Regions from separate parts of the Sus scrofa genome. Here region 1 is linked to region 2. The links are chromatin contacts, called in public Hi-C maps. All regions are on one chromosome and are shown on one strand. Each heading gives the region's core, a stretch centred on a gene start, on an enhancer-like site or on the middle of the called end of the contact. The rest is flanking DNA. Distances are from core to core; before and after follow the strand shown.

Evidence for each region. Hi-C and Micro-C count contacts between places; a contact is called where the count stands out from the background.
Region 1: a Hi-C map of fetal liver shows a contact between it and region 2, with 1.7 times the contacts expected there. The contact joins two enhancer-like sites. A contact is called at or near these places in 2 of 47 Hi-C or Micro-C datasets (embryonic fibroblasts and fetal liver).

Annotation. Positions count from the first base shown.
Region 1 is chr2:98,321,400-98,326,378 of Sscrofa11.1, reverse strand. No RefSeq gene overlaps it. Among named protein-coding and RNA genes, the nearest start is that of ARRDC3, 120 kb to the left of the region's middle. Within about 2 kb of position 1,613, at least 20 of the 83 cell types and tissues checked have an H3K27ac peak or open chromatin away from gene starts, as enhancers often do. A contact at or near this core is called in fetal liver, where this site is marked.
Region 2 is chr2:97,997,580-98,002,009 of Sscrofa11.1, reverse strand. The region is part of intron 84 of ADGRV1 (G-protein coupled receptor 98); the gene reads right to left. Among named protein-coding and RNA genes, the nearest start is that of LYSMD3, 300 kb to the right of the region's middle. Within about 2 kb of position 1,574, at least 11 of the 83 cell types and tissues checked have an H3K27ac peak or open chromatin away from gene starts, as enhancers often do. A contact at or near this core is called in fetal liver, where this site is marked.

The sequences.
Region 1 (4,979 bases), core at 364-2,863, 320 kb before region 2:
TTGATTATCCCTATATTCTCTTTTTTCCACAAAGCTTAATGCTTTTACATTTGTTTATATCACAAAATAGGATCACTGTTTAAACGATCATAGCAAGGAAAGTGGTTATTGCCTCTATTAAGTTATGCTGGATACTCGTGTTTTGCTCCACACAATTGGAATGATTTGGATTAATTTTGTTTTGATGATTTTTCCAAGTTCGTTTCCTACTCCTTGGCATTGTGCAAAAGCACACTCTCAATTCTACTTGGGGAATATCTTTGCGAATGTAAAGAGCTCCATACTTTTCCCTAGAAACAATTTAGTATGCTGTGTGAATGAGGTATCCTTTGGCTCTTGAAAAACCAATCTGGCTTCATCTGTCAATTTCTATAAACACCTCACAGGTATGTGTGCAAACAAGTCTCAGAGAGAAAAGGAATTTGATGGCCTTTCCAACAATCTACGTGATGGAGCAATCAGCAAGGATGTAATCTAAGCTACCCTTTTACATTTTCCCTCGACTGTGCCTTTCAGTCCTGACTTCCCTCTGTGCCTTCCTAATTATCTTTCTTTGTGTTTTCTGTGGCTGGCAGCAACTTTATATCACCTATCAGAGGAATGAAAATGACTGATTCTACCAGAGGCAATTGAAATGGTTATATACGCTCACAGCAGTGATGATGATGATGACTGTTATCTTAGCATTTTACAGAATTCAGAAGTAATCGGCTGCCTCCTGGCCATACTACTCAAGACCATTTAACCTTGAAGTTGTCCAGTTTGCTTTGTAGTGATCAGGGCTGGCGCAGCAAAAATTGCAAAGGACAAAAAGTCTAGGTTTAGTAAATCTGTCTCCACTACTATGCATCTAGTCTCCTTGTGTTGGTTTCCGAGGGTGCCCTCTGCTGGGCTCCAACCAGGAGTTCTGATTCTGGGCAATAGCCCATGAAACCCATACCTCAACTCTCATTAAGAACTTACTATTTTATGTCATATGTCGTAAGAATCCTAGTATTTGTTTTCCAAGCTGACAATTAATTAAGGTAAACTAACCCATGTCAATGAGTAATGTATTTTATTGTATAAATGGGAAAAAAAAACAACACCCCTCCCAGATCAATTAAGTGTACATTTCCACAATGAATTTATAGAGATAACACTTATACCTAGAGTCTATTTCATTGGTGACTAATGGTGGGAACAGAGTCCAGGCATCTGGGGAAGGCCATGTTCTGGGAAATCAAAGGGGAAAAACATTTACCAAGAGGCAAACCTTACGGCTCCCCTCAAATTAAAATGTGTGGGCAGCCGTCAACTCTAGCTGCCTATATGATCAGACCCCACCCCACAGAAGTAAGTTTCACTCTGCTAACAGGAAAAGAACAAACAACATTGTTTACTTTTAAGTTTTTTATGAAGAATGCCTAAAGCTTTTTTAGAGGGTATTATCTAAATTCTACCAGGTAAGTATGTGGCATTGTTTGGTGGATTAGTATGGCCATAAATATGTGCATAAGATGTACATTCATTGGCATGACCTCTGTTGCCCTATGTACTTTCTTGTCTACTGAATTCAATTGGGCAATCCCTGTCTGTAAGCACATTTCCCATGAACTGGTTAGATCCAGTCTTCATAAGAGGAACTTATTATGAAACCAGCTCCAGAGGATATTTACTTTGTTGAAGATCTGCTGAAAGATACACTTGCTTGAAAATGAAATTGCTTTCTTTTGGCTCCCATCTGGCCCCTTGAGCACTAGAGAACCTTGGGGCTCAGTCAGAATTAGATAGAGAAGGGAGATGACAGCTGTACCTGATTTGCCTTTTAATACTTACTCATCATTTAAGCTGGTATTTTCACAGCTTGAAAGCATGTGTTTCACAAAGACCAGATAAACTCATAACATATTACCAAGTTAATAATGTGCCTGAGATTGGGAACTTGGAAAACAGTACACATTTTTTGAAGGCTTACCTTTTTCTTAAAATTTTCTGTAAATTGTTTCTCTTTCTCTTTAACATATCCATGTTTTAAGTCAAAAATAACAAGTAGGTTGCTTTCCAGATAAGTTATTAAATCTTCAGTTAAGTTAATGTTCCAGTAAGAAACACCACCATTAACTTGTGGCTCCTGATCTAAAATTGTGTATCCCCAGGGTTATATCTATTTAAAGTTGAGAAGCACAAACTCTTAAGAATAGTGAGGGAGAGGATCTAGTTGGGGAAGAATGGATGTTAATGATAAATCTGTTGGTAAGGAGGATTAGCCCGAGTTTGGCTGTGGATGACATTCACAGGGGCATAGTGGCTTTGGATGATAAGATCCAAAGTGCATAGTTGTAATGAGATAGGGATGTTAAGAGTATCTACGTAGCACTGAAGTTGAAGAGACAATAAACTTAACATACAGAGCCATGAAGATGGGTGGGGAAGAGGCAGAAATGTTATTAAACCAATGCACATTTCCCAGGTTCCTTATAGACCTATAGCAGTTGTGGGTGCACAAAGTAAATGGCAAGGCAAATAAAGAAAGAAAAAAATTCTGCATATTAATTTTCACATTACAGTATCATCTCTTGTCTTTCTGAAAGTTTAAAGCATATATATATTTTAATCTTATAAATTCTATACCTATATTTTAATTTATTATTTTTTTCTTTTTACAGCTGTACTTGTGGCAGATGGAAGTTCCTGGGCCAGGGGTCAGATTAGAGCTGCAGCCACCAGCCTACGCCACAGCCACAGCAACATGGGATCTGAGCCACATCTTCGACCCACACTATAGCTCACAGCAACACCAGATCCTTAACCCACCAAGTGGGGCCAGTCCTCATGGACACTATATTGGGTTCTTAACCCACTGAGCCACAATGGGAACTCCAACTATATATATTTTAATCACTAGTGTTTTATATTTATTATCTGGAATACATTTATTCCAGAAGTTAATTCATCTATAGGTTATTTGAAACTCAGAGCCTGCTTTCTATTAGTCATTAGCAGTGGGTTTTTCATGCCAGTCCCCAAAGTGTATTTAACGCATAAGGGAAGGGTACCTGCATTTTCCTTTTTTTATAAACACACTTTGATGAAAAATGGTCTGAACAATACTGTGAGAAATACTGTTTTAAGAGGTCGAAGTCTTGTGATGAGGGCAAGAGACCAAGGACACTGGCTGAAAGCCTGGGATAGGGTTACCAGGGGGTGTAGAGATATGCTAACGTTGACTGCCCTCTTTGCTACCTGGTTCTTCTCCACACATCCAAAAAGAGTGGTTACTTTGGCAATTAGGTGAAGCCTAATGGAACGAGTGGACGCCTGACCTAAGTTAGGTCAACCAAATATTTTAACTTAAGAGTTTGCAAATGAAGACAGAAGCACCAATTAACCCCTGCGGGTTATTGGAAATGAAGAGATTTCCAGGAGCTACAGGGAGCCAGTCCTGTCAAAGCAATGGGCAAGCGGCGGGCTAGCATACACAGAAAAAGAATGAGAAACACGCACAGAGAGAAGAAGAGATGAGAACTATGCTTTGTGGGTGAGGAAGGTGAGGCAGAAAAAGTAGATGAGGGAGAAAAAAAGAGTGAAAGCAAACAAAAAAAGAAAAAAGAAAGGAGAGAATTTTCCTTGGAGCCTGTCAATTTGTTGTTGTAGATGCCGGTCCCGTCTATGGTTATGCTTTCCATCTGTTGTGTCCTTCCTATTAATTTACTTTTTCACTTAAGCTAATTTGGATATATTTCTGATGAGAAGACAACCAAGAGTTTTGGAGAAGAGAGGACAAAGTGAGACCTATTTTATTCTGTCTGCTCCCTCGTCTGGTCTGTCCCATCTTTCTTACTCTACCCTCTTTTCTCCATTTCCTTTTTCTCCAACTCTTGATCTTTTTGATGCTCTTCCTTTTCTGCTTTTAACATCCTTTGCTTCTCCCTCTCAAAGAATAGGACCTCTTTTCCTCTCTTCGTCTCCAAGTCTTGACCATTTCTGCCCTAAATAGAAATAAATGACCAGAGTAGAGAGGAAGGGGGCAGAAGGACATTCCTAGGATCATATGGGCACAAATAGAAAGTGACTACTTATACTGAAATATAATACTTGGACTATATTTATTAAAATAGCCCATTTGTTAAGTACATTGAATTTAAGAAGCAGCTTCAGGTTAGCTTGACAGTATTTTTGTGTAGCAAATAAAAATGCTATTACTCTCTTTGAAATCTAACCTTTTGTAAGGTTTTACTTTGATGAAACCCTTCTCAGTCTTAATAAGCTTTAGTTGCACTAACCAGCCTTAAAAATTAGATGGTCTTCATTGCACTGAGAGAAAAAGAATTGCAGATGAGGAATAAAGGTCTAGATATGTTATTAACTTGAAATATAATAGGTCATACATAAGATTTATGACTTTACCTCATAAAAATCCTCACTATGCTGCAAGGGCTAAGCTAAAAATGCTCCAGTTTTGGCTTGGGTTGTTTTTTATGAAGCCTTGGGCTGAGTCGTAAACTCACCTGATCAAGGCAGACAACATATTTGCCTTAAAAGGAATTTTGGCAGCTTTCCTGCCCTGCTTTTGTGTGAGAATGGGAGAAATGTAGCCTAATATGAGTTGACAGAGAAGACAGCTTCGAGTCTACCTCAGTTCTGCTGCTCACTGGCTACAAGAGTCAGAATAAGTCACAGTTCCTCTGGGTCTAAAATTTCCCATTTTATGAAATGTAAAATCCTTTCTTCAAACAAAGCAACAATAGGTGCTTTGTGGATATGATGAAGGTGGAGTGCCCCAGGTCCAGTTGGGGTGGGGTTGGGCTGACAAGGCCAGAATCCTTTCCCCTGGCTCTCTTCACATTACCCCACAACTCTACCCATCCCCCACCTGCATACCTGCCTCCATCCCACAGAGCCTCCCATGAGCTCTAAGGGTTTTGTTGAACATACCTGAAAATTCCCCAACTAAGTAATCTCCGCAATTGCTTCAAGCTTATTAATTCTATAACTTT
Region 2 (4,430 bases), core at 325-2,824:
TGGCTGTACTTTCTCTCTAAAGGTTTATGTCCAAATACAACACTAATAAGTTTTGCAAGTGTGAAATGCTATGAGAAAAACCAAAACAAAAGCCTCTTCTGTCCTCCCAATCATACCTTGTCTGAGAATCTTTTCATTGTAACCCAGGGGGGAAAAAGAAAACCAGAGAGGAACAGCAGAAGTTTTCCCTTTAGGAAGGAAAACTAAATATTTAGGAGGGGTTTAAAGGCAACAACACTTTAAGTGAAAGTTAAAATTTAATTAATGAAATTTCTTCAACCAAAATTTTTATAGTAAAGAAAATAGGTTAATACTATGGGTTTAGTAATAACATTAACAACAGTAACAGTAGTAGCAGCAACGACAAGCAGAAATGTACTTACTTGGGCCATTATAGAGCTAACCTAATCTTTCAACAAGCAGGACCCAGAAACCCAACCAGACATAATGAATTTTAGCAAGATGCTTATATCCAACCTTAGGAAACACTTTCCCAATCCATTTATATCTGCACTAAATATAATCATAAATGTACTGAATTATGACACTTTGTGCATCTCAAGTTCCCAACCTTCAAAGCAAGGTCCAATTTTGATCCTTGTATGTAATTTCCTAAATTCATTTTTCCTTAAATAACAAAAACAGAAATAAGGATACCCTACTTAAGAAGTAATTCACCAAAACTTCTAGCTAATGAAAAATCTGTTCTGATTAATAAGTATTTCACGATTTCTATCTTACTTTGCTTCAATCCACATATCTTTGCCTATTAGATATGTTTTTAGTCCCTACACACGGAATGACTTTCTTGAGCTGACAGTCTCAACAAAACAGTGCCATCTGCCAGGAGAGAAATCAGGTCCTGGAGCAGCCAGAAGTAATCAGCATTGAAGAGGTCACAGCTTCTGGCTTCAGTCACGTGCAGCCAATAATTCTGAGTCTCAGTGATGCTAGATATTCAGAGTTAAAATGATATAAACTGCAGATTAAAGCAGAATTTATTGGCAGGAGTATCTGAGCAGGATCTTACCTGGGAAACAAACGGATATTGCAAAATGACATCCCAAAACATTACAGAATGAGGAAACTGGACAAGTCACTGCCTGTCCAACTTTTGCTGAATTCCAGAGAACAGTCCTCTGAATTTTAAGGCAATTTCCTCGTCCCTTCTTAAGGAGAAGGCCTATGAAAGCTAAAACTTCTGCACATCCAGCAGCCACCGAAAATTCATATTTAAGTATTTCAAATTCTCAGATATTCAGTGTCATTTCATATAATATTTTTACATACATTTTTTTTCTAGACTACTTTGCTCTTCAGTTTCAGAAAATGTGTTTAAGCCATGCAAACAAACAAACAAAGAGGAAAAAACCCCAAACATTTTCATCAGGTTAAGTTTACTAATCAGAGTAAATGCAGTTGTCTTATCATAATATTTTCTATGAAGAAATTTCTGTTCTTTTTTTTTTTTTTAAGATTTGGAGAGTTGCTTTTTCAGACAGAACCCCAGAACTGAGAACCCTGAACTGCAAACTTGTCCTTTGTCCTAGTTGTTTACCAACCTTATCAGGGCACACATGGGTTGGTAATGTGATTCTAAGATAAAAATTCCAAAGATATAATTAGATGTTTTTCTGAGAAATATCACCCAATGCCATGAAAATTTGTTTGCTGTTTTTCACTTCATACTTGAAGATAATGGGCTCACAATTTCTTGCCATTTAATCATTTTCTTTTAGATAAGTGAGAAACATTAACTTGGCACTGAAGAAAATTACATACTTAAAAAATATAAACAATACTGAAAATACAGATCTTATCTCAAAACCTCTGAGGCATTTCAATAAGCATATTTTCTATAACAACACACTTTTTAAAGCTTATAACAACATAAATATCATGAAAATAATGTTATACCCCTGAATTTAACTACAAATGATAAATGATAGAAAGATCTATTCAAACCAGTGATACACAAGCTTTCTTTCAGAGCCTGACAGACTCAGTTCAATTCTGAAGAAAGTAGATAAAAACAGAAAGGTAGAAAATCACAAATGCATACTTGCTAAGCTGAAGAAGAATACTTTCTAGCCCAGTGACATGAGCACTGTGGAAACATCTCAAGTTTTCTACTGAACTCCATCTTTGCTAGAGACTAAAAAACTGGTTTTGAAAAAAACAAAAAACCCCAAAAATCTTTACTGCCACCTGCTGGTAGTTTATGGTCAATGGTTCTCAAAGATGCTTGAATGACATAAATTCCAGATTAAAGCAGGATCTTTTGCCTTTTAAAGCAAGAATATTAGATACAATACATATTTCTAGCTGTAGACAAAGCCTACCACACTTTCCTGATGATCATGGCCTCCCTCACTGACACATGGCCTGGAAAGGAAGTCAGAGACCATCACATTTCCATTCTTCCCTTTCCCACGAAAGTCACTCAGCTTAGTTCTAGGTCAGTAATAAAGATTTGAAACCAAATGGTCTTGGCAGACCTGTCCACAGAGTATTCACAACTCAAACGCTTGAGGTCAGCTAGAGAAATGTCATGCTCCTAGCCAAAAAACTACAGCCCAAACTATTTTTTAAGGCTTCTCGAGAGGAAACAAACTCAGTGTTGATGAAAGGATCCCAGATGAGAGATCCGAGATGAACTGGCAAGATTTTGTAACTGGAGATATAAACATGATTTTTAAATTCAGAAATGAAAGGGTGGGCCCAGGTTCCCATGGGCAGCTTCATTTCTTTTTTTGGAGAGTCTAAGAATTTTAAAAACACTTTGCCAAACAATTTTAAGGGAAAAAAATATTCTCTTTAATTTAGAAAATATTTAAAAATCCAAGCAGATAGGTAAAATATTGAGGAAACAGTACTTTTTGTCAACAACCTATCAACAATTCTTCCTGCCAAAAATAATCTATGGAAGTTATTGTTTAGTTATTTCATGTCCCAAGTCATACCTTATAGGATTTTTCATGCCACACTGCTTCATTTATTCTAAAAATATACTGAAAAACATGGATTTGACTAACCATCTTCTCCAAAATTAATGTTAAGTGCAATGTGAATCAGAAGTCCCAAGATATAAATCCTGAGTCTTTTTTTCACATCCCTAGACATGAGCAAATTTGTCTGCTAGGACACTGAAGAGTTGTCTGTAATTCTATGGTTCTATAATTAAGACTTGTACAAACTCTGCTGCCAAAAAATCACCAGAGTGGGTGGTGAATACAGCCAAGTAAACTCTAATTATGGAAGGCGGGTTTTCTACGATCTTAAATACAAGAAGCAAAGGCAAGATCAGACAGTGAAGATAGTTACCAAGGCAATATAAATAGCCTTGTCAAACTCAGTGTAAGCCCTCTTTGGTAACAGCTGTTACCTCTCATAGTTATAGGTACTTGAAAAGCACAATCTGAGATCTTCTACTTAGAATTCAGCACTTAATTGTTCCCTAAAAAACAGAGTTATAAGATTTACACATGTCATTTTCACTCCTGGGACCAAAAAAGGCAAGAGAAAGTCCAACGTCACAGATGATTTTCCATTCCATTACACTAGTGCCTCCACTAGTATTATTTTTAAAAAGTTCTATTTGGAGTTCAGTAAAATGCTGTTAGCAAGCTAAAATGTGCACAAGTGTACAGCACAACACATTTATGTAAAGTGATTTTTCCTGTTTGCTTGTATAGACATCTTATGCCTCTCTCATTCTTAATCAACAACCTGCATGAACTTCTCATTCAAGTGCCACCCTACATATCATCTCCTCCATGAAGACTTCCTTGACTTTCACAGAAAAAAATACGTCCTCATTTTATTCACAAATAGTCTATGTTTACCCTTATCCACTTACCACACAGCATTAGAGTGATTTGTATGTACATCTATTTACCTAGACTGTGAGTACGTTATAGACAGAAAGGGCAGTTGATTTCATCTTTTGATCTGCCTTCTGGGCTTTAAACTGAATGCTTTAAAGTGCATGCTAAAGAATGACTCAATATTTTTCACACTATTTCTTCTGCCAGACACAATTCTTCAAAAAAGATTGTTCAACCAAACTGTGTTCTGTAATATTAACTGAAACAAAACATTATCCAGAGATCTTAAAGTATGTGTTATTTTAATGCCCCTCATATAAAGGATCTGTAACAATATATTTTATTTAAACAGATTAAATAAAAAATTTTAATATATACATACACATATTAGTAATATATTTCACATAGATGTGTTGATAATAGGATGCTTCATGGTAAGAAGCAGCCATTTTCTTATAAGTGGTAATATTAAGGTATTTTCTGTAGAAAAAAGTTCACGAAATATACTGTTTAGATCTGATACTCAGCTTTCCTCTTAACTGCTCTCCTTCCCCATCCTCCTCCACCTCAAAATTAAACAAGCTTATTTCAACTGAGCTGAAA